Linked DNA regions of Gossypium hirsutum: region 2 is linked to region 1. A link is a contact called in public Hi-C data. All regions are on one chromosome and are shown on one strand. The core of a region is the stretch at or near the end of the contact, and the rest is flanking DNA. Distances in the headings are between cores, read along the strand shown.

Region 1 (4,880 bases), core at 2,099-4,598:
CCAATCCGAAATATGAGCCTAAAATCTTATCCAAATTCGCCCATATTTGCAAAAGACTAACCAAAGTCTATTTAGGTTCGCCCATATTATTTTTTACTCTTTTTTTAATATTTATTTTATTTTATTTTATTTTAATATTTAATAATTTTATACATTTTTATTTATTGAATTTTTTTATATAGTCATCTTAACATTATTTTATGTTTACATTAGAGTAGTATTATATACTTAGTATAAGTTTATCTTTTTAATGTATTTTTAATTACATTATATATAAAAAAAACATAATATAAAATATTAAAAACTTTAAAAAGAGTCAGAATCAAGCCTTGAATGTTCAAACCCAAGCTCGATTCATATTTTAAATGGACCTAATTTTTTTACCCAAATCTATTTTTAGGCCTAATATTTTTTGCCATCCCCTCTCAAATTTTGAACCGGCCTTTCGGCCGGAGCAGATAGTACGACCTATAAACAGGTCTAACTACAACCAATTGAACAAATAAGCATATATGAAGTTTTTCTTCATTGATTAAATGATAATATTTTTAACTCTCCTCTAAAATATTAATGATTTAAATTTAATTTTTTAACACCTTAATTAAATGAAAAATAATGTATTTTTTTAAGTTTAGTGAGTTTTGTTTTCGAAAGACAAAATTTCAATTTCCAAATATTTATTTGATTAGTTTTTTTTTCTAATATTAATTTTATTTATGTCAATCTAATGTCAAAACTCATTTAACCATTATTTATTTTACAAATAAAAAATTAATACTTAAAGTATTTTTAAACTTTCAATACTAGTCATTAAAAAATACTATTAATTATTTATAAACTAATTGCTTAAAGCACAAATAGGAAATATATGGGGCAGCAGACACAGGTACATTTTAATGACAATTATTACTTGAACCATTATCTAAGATAAAAATAAAATTAAATAATCAGTTAATTGGTCTGGAAGAATTGAATCCTTCATGAAGCTTCAATTAAAGATGTTCATAGGTCGGGTTTGGATTAGGTTTAAATATGATATTAACATACTTTATATTTGTTCAAGATTGGCTCGATCCAAAATATTAGCTTAAAGTTTTGTCCAAACCTGCCCATATTTACAAAAGACTAACCAAGTCCATTTTAGACCCGTCTATATTATTTTATTATTTTTTTAAAAATATATATTATATCATTTTAATATTTAATAATTTTATACACTTTTTATTTATTAATTTTTTTTATATAGTTATCTTTAACATTATTTTAGTGTTTACATTAGAGTAGCATTATATATTTAGTATATGTTTATTTTTTTATGTGTTCTAAATTACATATTTAAAATAACATAATATAAAGTATTAAAAACTTAAAAATGGGCTAGGCCGAGCTAGGCTTGAGTCTTGAATGTTTAAGCACGAGCTCGACCCATATTTTACATGGGCCTTTTTTTGCCCAAATCTATTTTTCGAGCCTAATATTTTTACCCAAACCTAAATAGATTTTGGTTAGTCTTTTGCAAATATGGGCGGATTTGGATAAGATTTTAGGCTCATATTTCGGATTGGGTCGAGCTTGGATAAATATAAAATATATTAATATCATGATTAGGCCCAACCCGAATTTAATCTATCCGATCCATGAATACGTTTAATACATAATAAATATATAATTATATTGATAAATTAGATGATTATCCAAAAAATCATGGAGTTGAGATATTTTTTTATGATATCATTTTAATAATGATAACTCATATATATGATTTTGGTACAAAAGCCAATCTTTCTACAAAATTTCAATGTATTTAATAACTCATTGTAAGGGCCTAATTTCTCTCGGGCTCAATTTACAAATAAGCAAAAAAATAAATTACAGACCAAAACAAAAAAACATTCAAGCCCAAATAAAAAAGAGGCCCACTGGCCCAAAACACTTAAACGTTTTCATTTTGATTAAATATGACAATTGAATTATTCATGAAATATATCTAGTAGATCCGTATAGGCGATCATATAAAGAGGGTGATTTTAGATGGAAGAAATTTGATGAATTCCTTCTAAAAGTTCATATCAAAATAGTACTAGTTGATGAGAGTTACTTCGGAAACAAAAAAATAAAGTCGAATTGTTTTGGTTATTCTCTCAATTTGAATAAAATGCAACTGGAACTAATATGTATGAGTTGGCAATCAAAATCCATATAAATAGAATTTATAGTGAAAACTCGAAAAACAAACTTCTCTTACTCGAAATAAAACCAAACTAGTTTGCTTAAAAGTAGTGAACATTGATTCCATACTTGCCTTTTTTTACCAAAGTCACATTAGTTGTAGATTCGGACCCACATTTTCTTAGCAAGTAGTCGGCAGCCCTTTTCATAACCACATATTCCTTTCATTTAGGCCCAGCTCAACAATTTTGTGAATTTCAGAAGCAACAATGAAAGGATTCACATGCTTATCATTTGAAATTTCCCATTTTTAGATAATTACATATATGGTCTAATAACATGTATTGAAGCCATGATAAAACACAATTATAATCATAACATAAAAGTGGTTAATTGGAGACTATATTTTCTTGTCAAATCTCCATTCCCTAATGAAGAGTATATAATCGGTGGGTGTATATTGAAGCCTTCATCCATGCATTAAAAAACAAATGGAATAAAAGCTTTGACTTCCTTGGGGAAATCTTCAAACTTAGACACGTACCATTTCCTAGTGACATAACTCCTACACATCAAGTACAATGCAGAGCCTAGAGTGACTGAAAATGAGTACAATGTTTGAGAAATTAAACTAATTCCCAAAAACTCTAAAATCTCAAACAGATAGTGAGGGCAAATCACCAACTCAAACAAACCACCTTTGGGGATCTTGTACTCTTTCTCACCCTTTGTTCTTAGCTTGGACAGAAGGTAATGGTGGTAGAAATTGCCACTAATTCCTATTAAAAACAACACAATTCCAAGGTACTTCAAATCAATGGACGGCTCTGAGAGTCCTTGATTGAAAGTTTGTGTGTAAATCAGGCTTAAACTGACAAAGAAATAGCTGACAAGTATAATTATTATTGTGTCTAGAGACATCTCTCCACTGTATTTATGAATGAAAATCACCTGCAATGTTTAATCAATAAATTTACTTTATGAACATTCATCGTAAGATAAAAAAAAATTGTATCCGCAAAAGAGAAAAAAGAGTAAAGATACCTCAAAAAGTCTCTTAAAGAAATGGATGGTAACGGCAGATTTGAGGAAAAGAAAGCTAGAGTCATCAGCTGGGTAAAGCCAAAAGGAAGCAACACCGACAAGGAAAGCTGGTGTGTAGAGCAATAACATGCCAACTCTACTGGGAAGAAAGAAGCTGCTACCGAATTTAATGTGTTAAATTCATCTTTGATTGATCCATGCATGAACGGTAATTAAAAGGATTGAGCTGCTGTTTTCTTTCTTCCAAGCGACCATTCGGCCAAGGAACAGCAGCCCCATGAATTTTCCAAGTTTGGCTGATCCATTTCCCAAAACAGCATCATACCGTTCACATTTGGTGTTCACACCAAAGACCATTCAGCTGAACGTGTCCACACCTAGAAGACTCTTCAAGGATGACTTTTCACACTCATTTGGCTGTTCAAAGAACACCTTTAATGCTCATCTCCATTCAGCCAAAAGATGCCAATTTAAGGAGTCATTCAAGACTGTGGCCGAATCTAGACATGACTATTGGTCTCCTGATGCATTCATCTTTTTAAGTACATTTATTTAAGTTTTTAAGCTGTCCAATTCAAGCTCCTAATTAGCTGAATTTGTTAGCCTAATTAAATAGATTCATTTGCTTAGTTCTTAAGGATGCAAGTGGCTGTTCGGCTAGCTTAGTTTTTAGCTATAAATAGTTTGCTTTGTAATTGTTTTGGGGTTTAGACAATATACTTTTGAAACTTATATGAAATCTGATTACTTTGTGAGTTTGTTTTCAACTCTCATTGTTCTCCAAAGACTCATCTGACTTATCAAGTAACCCTTGTGGAGTCAACCCGTCTTTCTACCCGAACTTATCACTTTAATCCCAAAAGTGTGGCGTTCGATTCATATACTGAGGTTCCTATCATCTTTGATAGCGGGTCGAAGTTTCTATCCACTTTACAAACCTTCCATCAACACCTTACCAACCTAAGCATTCTCATAAGTTACGGGTTAACACACTACCATTGTGTTAGTTCGGCTTTTGAATCCTTAGCCAAATTGCATCCATTGACTTTTGTTTCATGTCCTAAACCAACAAAACTCTTTTGAGCCTAAATAATCCTTTTCTTCTAACCTATCTTCGACAAATATCAACATTACTCCAATTTACGATCGGGCACATCAACGACTCGAATTAATCAACGAGGCCGAGGCGTATCATTTGGTATCAGAGCTAGCTGAATCAGAGTAAGAATCGTCGTCTTCGGTATTACGGTATTGTAAAAAAATCGAAAAAAAATTCAAAAAAAAAGTTTGTATTCAATTCATTTTTCCTTGTTGTATTCAGTATTGAAAAACAAAAAAAAGAGAAAAAAAATTCGAAATTATTAAAAAAAAACAAGTGTGACAAAATTCATTATTGTCGAATTGTGAAGGTGAAGTTGTTGCCGTAGTATTCAAATTATTTCTAGTCACACTTAACCATTTCTATTTTGTTTGATAGCCTACCATTTCCGACATCATTACCCACCAAGCCAAATCAATTTTGTAAGCCGACGCTAAACGGTATTGATTCGTCGACCTAGTTTGCGGAGAACTTCGAGAGGCGAAAATTGAGTGGAAAAAGGCACGAGTGAATTACATCAAAAGAAAAAGGCAAAAATTGAGTGTAAACACGAGTGCGAGTGAAAATC
Region 2 (5,029 bases), core at 677-3,176, 130 kb before region 1:
ATTTCTCTTGGATTAACCAAGGGGTTGGACCTAATAACACTTTTGCACAACCTAGATCAACCCAACCACCTGTATTTACCTAACAAGTTCAGAAACCAACTTAAGTTAAACCTTCCAATAGCATAGAGAACTTATTGAAGGTATACATGGCAAAGAATGACACAACTTTAAGGAATTTGAAGAATCAAATGAGTCAACTTGCTACTGAACTTAAGAACCGACCACAAAGTGATTTGCCTAATGATATTGGCCTCTCCTATTTAAACCAACCATTGATTCTCGCCAAGAGCATCAAATTTAGAGCCTTCACCTACACCACCTTGATTTTCACTTGATTTATCCCCATACTTCTCCCTTTCTGCTGTTTCTAGCGTTCGACTATCATCTACAACTCGTAATCTTTTTCTTTTACCATTTGTTACAAATCTCGAGGAACTTGTTTTTCCAACACTGGCGCATTAACAGAAGGCTATTCCATCGACGATAGGGCTGAAAGGCCGTTTCTTCAGGCATAAGTCGATCCTGTGACCATAAAGCCCACATCTGAAACATATGTTCGGTAAAGATTCGTACTCTACCCTCTGTATACGTCCATTAATTCTAACTTTAAAAGCCAAGGGTTTTCAAAGGTTTACACAAATGACCATTCTTGCGAATTTTCCCATTTTTGCACTATCATTATTCTCATCAATTCTGACTATTGATCCAATGGCCTGCCCAATAACTTTAAGGAGAAAACTCGAATAGTAGGTTTTTGAAACACCAGACAAACAAACCCACACAACTTGGATGCCCACCTCAACCTGTGTCGTCGAGAAATCTGGTGACCAATGCCTCACTGTCAAGTACTGCCCAAAAATCACCCATGGCCTATTAGTCAACACCTTGTTATAGTCTTCTTCATCATTAAAGCGAGCTAGGTAGTAATCGTTTTCAAAATCTATGAGTTGGAATGAGCACTTGGTTCTCCATAACATCGTGACCCTATTCAACAGGGCATTGAAAGCAATCTTTCTTCCCTAGAGTTTAATAATGATCGTTTTGGCCATCTTTCTCTCAATGAAATCTTATATCTTGTTAGAGAACATAACCAATAGGATCCCATCGACCAACTTAGTTCGTACACCCCCTTCTTGAATCTCAAAATCCTCTAACATCTGCAATGAATCATTTGAGTTCGACAATCCCATCAGTATATTCTTATAAGTTGCCTTCGGCACAGCAACCTCCAACACCTTCTTTCCATCCCCATCCACAGTCGGGTCATTAGTGTCAGCCGACAATTCTGGTTGTCGTCTAACTTTTTCAGTGATTCAACCAACGCCTAAGTTTGAGACATCAATAATGGCCCCAACCACAAAATCCGTTACGGTCAACGCTTCGCTCATCAAAAGATAATAACCTAAACCTCGATTTTCTAACAATCTTTGTTTATTATAATAATATTTAAATTGTTAAATAAGTTGACATATTTTAACTATGTTCACCAATTTGAATAACAATTATTACTTTACTCTAAATACAATAATTAAAAATATTTATTTAAAAACTAATGGACCAATATCACATTTTTTTCATTTTAAATATATATTTTATTATTTATAAGATTTATCACATATATAAATAAGTGTTTTAATTTTACTAAAATAATTAAATAAAAATTTACTAGAATTTTGATTCTATTAAAAAACTTTTATTAAATAAATTTATAAATAAAGTAATTGGCAATCTACATTAAACACATAAGAATAATCCCTATCTAAACCTACATAAGACATAAAAATACAGGAACATCTATATTGTTATTTTCTCAGTAATGTCGATAAATGAAATTTTTAATAAAAGTAGATTTTAATAATTTATTAATTTTTAATAAAAGAGGTACTTTTTAATGGAATTGTATAAATCAAATTATATTTTATCTTGTCTAAAGCTAGGCAACAATTATTTTTCTGTGACAATGGCCGGATAATGGGCTTGTAAAAGCTTATCCTAGCTTGCTTCTTTCTTCTTCTTCTTCCCTCTAAATTCACCCTCTAGACGCCTCTCTCCACCCGAGAATCCTAACTTCCTCCGGCCGCCACCTTCAGCCACCTACCGCCGATTGTAGCCAGCGTATTTGTCTTCATCACCTTATCCCTCTCAAATTCCTAGAGTTTCGCTTTTTCTTGCCCTGTAAATATACTACTTCTGGCACGCTTGGTGCCAGCCCGACCATTTTTTTTCTCCTTTTCAATTATTTCATCGAACAGTTTACAGGCATCCATGTAGACCACCAAAACGCAATGGTGTTCGCGCTATAATAGTTTTTTGTGTCATTCACTTCGTTCCTCCTTCTATAAATTTGTCATTTTTGAAAACAAAAAGTGATGTTAAAGGTAAACCCTTTTGGCCCTTCACTCTCAATGTTTAATAAAATCCCATTTTCTTTACTTTATCGGCGTGGTTTCCGGCGCGCTTTTCGCATCTTTGAGGCTGGCCATTGTAATTCATTTGCCAAACCTGTTAGTATTGCGAACGTTAATGTAAATTTCTTTGCTGTTGATAAAACAAGAAACTTATCTGCGGTTGCTACTGCTAAGAAATCAGGCTTGAATGCGTCTAGTAGTAGTAGTAGAACTAATGAAATGACCAACAAAGCAAAGAAGAAAGCACGAATGGAATCACCTGAGTTTCTGCTTAAAATTAAGCTTGATATGTGCTCGAAGCACGGCAAACTTGAGGAAGCGCTTCGTTTGTATGATGAAAGCATCAGTAACGGGGTTAGTCTGAATCTGCACCATTACAATATGTTGCTTTATTTGTGTGCTCGTGAAGCGAGTGGAGATGGGAGTCAGTTGAATGAGTTGAAGGAATTAGGACTGAAGAGGGGTTTTGAGATTTTTCAGAAAATGGTTGGAGATGAAGTTTCTCCCAATGAGACTACTTTTACAAGCATGGCAAGGTTGGCAGTAGCAAGGGAAGACCCGGATATGGCTTTTGAATTGGTGAAGCAGATGAAGAGTCTTGGAATCCCGCCGAGACTAAGGTCATACGGGCCGGCTTTGCTTGGATTCTGCGAGAAAGGGAATGCAGAGAAAGCATATGAAGTGGATGCTTATATGTTTGAATCAGGGGTGACGCCTGAGGAGCCTGAGCTCTCAGCTCTTCTGAAAGTTAGCATCAATACGAAGAAGGCCGACAAGGTGTATGAGATGTTGCAAAGATTGCGAGCCTCAGTGAGGCAAGTCTCGGAATCAACCCTTCAAGTTGTTGAGGATTGGTTTAAATCAAAGGATGCTGCAAGTGTTGGGGCTGAAAAATGGGATGTGAAGCAGATAAAGGAAGCAGTTATAGGAGGAGGAGGAGGGTGGCATGGGCTAGGGTGGCTTGGAAGTGGGAGATGGAGGGTGGTGAGGACTGAAATGACTGAGAATGGTGTGTGTCGTTCCTGTGGTGAGAAGCTTGTTTGTATTGATATTGATCCAAAAGAGACGGAGAATTTTGCTGCTAAATTAACTGAGTTGGCATGCAGTAAAGAGGTTAGAGCTGATTTTGTTCAGTTCCAGGTAAGTCTTTAAACTCTATTGTTTTCTAGTTTCTGATATAACAACTTTGAGAAATTGGGAGTTTCTGTTGCTAGTTGTTGTAAGTATTGCAAATGCATTGTTGTCTTATCCTGTGATGCCATTTAAACTTTTAAGTTTTGGCATTTAAAATCTACTGGATAGGGATGTGCATTTTTGTTAATTTTAAACACTGTTGGAGAGAAGAACAAGTTCATGCCATAACCTTTGGGTGTGTTCTTTTGATTTGTGCGCGCGTGTGTGTGTTTGTGTATGTAAGTATGTATGCATGTATGTATGTAACGAAGGGACTTTTAGGTTATTTATACTGGTTAGTCTGTTAATTTAATTAGTAACAGGGATTATAGGCTATAGAAGCTTATGTTACTTCAGTTTCAGTTGTGTTATGTAAATGATGAATGATGAACTTAATTAAGAGATTTTATTATAGGGATTTTATCCTTGATTCTCTCCTTTTGCCCCTTGTTCTCATCCAATTCCCAGCCTGTCTTTTTGTCTCCCATCCCTTGTTTCTCTTGCTTACCCTTCTCCAATACTAAGTCACTTTTCCTCTGTGGTAGCTGATTGAGTGCTTTATATATTACACTTTTTCATGAATGTAAAGCTGTAATTTTCTGTTCTGTACTGGAAAAACCAGAATTGTTTCAAAATTTGGCATGCCAGTTTTGTAATGTTGTGAACAAATCTAATAACATTTAGAGGTGATCGCGTTTCATTTTTAGTCCTCAGCTTGCTACATATAGCATAACTTATTAGTGAGTTTCCTCTGGTTTTCTGATGCGACTTACCTTTTTCTGATGCCATTGCATACTTCTGTATGCTTTTGGCAAGTGATTCATATTTACATCAAGTGGTTCTCAATGATAACATAACTGATTAGAAAGTGCACTGATCCAGGAGTGGTTGCAGCAGCATGGACCATTTGATGCAGTTGTAGATGGTGCAAATGTGGCTCTCATCAACTCAGAAGCTTTCAATTTGAACCAGGTAAGGGGGGCTATTGCAAGAAGATGTGATTTATGTTAAGCAAGACAGATCATGGATTTAGGTCATCTGTCTCAAATATTTGGCCAGGCCTCTGCCCCAAAAACGAAATATTTCCATGTCATCATCCCCATTTCTTTGTTGAAGTATTTGTGTATTTTATCTTAAATCAAGTCAAGTCAAGTCAAATTAAATGAAATAAATTGTTTTACATTAAGTCATAGATAATTATCAATCAGGATAGTGTCCAAATTGTTTTTCTCCCCTGAAAATTATGTTTTCATAACAAAGAATAAAGGTAGTCTCAAAAAGTTCTTATATATCTTGCTAGATTATCTTGCTTCTCTACTGAAAACAAATCATGTTGCATGTTTAATGCTACCATGAACAATGAATTTTGGTCAGTATATACTCTTTTATAATAGATGAATGATTTTGTTTCACTTACCATTAAAAGTAAAAGTTGACTTCACACTTCT

The links. Hi-C and Micro-C count contacts between places; a contact is called where the count stands out from the background.
Region 2: a contact with region 1 is called in a Hi-C map of petal, with 4 times the contacts expected there. The contact joins the promoter of LOC107915728 here to the enhancer-like site in region 1. A contact is called at or near these places in 17 of 34 Hi-C or Micro-C datasets (anther, callus, hypocotyl and 3 more).

The regions. Positions count from the first base shown.
Region 1 is chrD10:58,593,404-58,598,283 of Gossypium_hirsutum_v2.1, reverse strand. It overlaps the pseudogene LOC107915732. Among protein-coding and RNA genes, the nearest start is that of LOC107915731, 6.5 kb to the left of the region's middle. Within about 2 kb of position 3,348, at least 2 of the 9 cell types and tissues checked have an H3K27ac peak or open chromatin away from gene starts, as enhancers often do.
Region 2 is chrD10:58,723,345-58,728,373 of Gossypium_hirsutum_v2.1, reverse strand. LOC107915728 (proteinaceous RNase P 1, chloroplastic/mitochondrial) reads left to right here and starts at 1,926. Exons shown (of 6, transcript XM_016844864.2): 1 at 1,926-3,548; 2 at 4,464-4,553. The coding sequence starts at 2,370.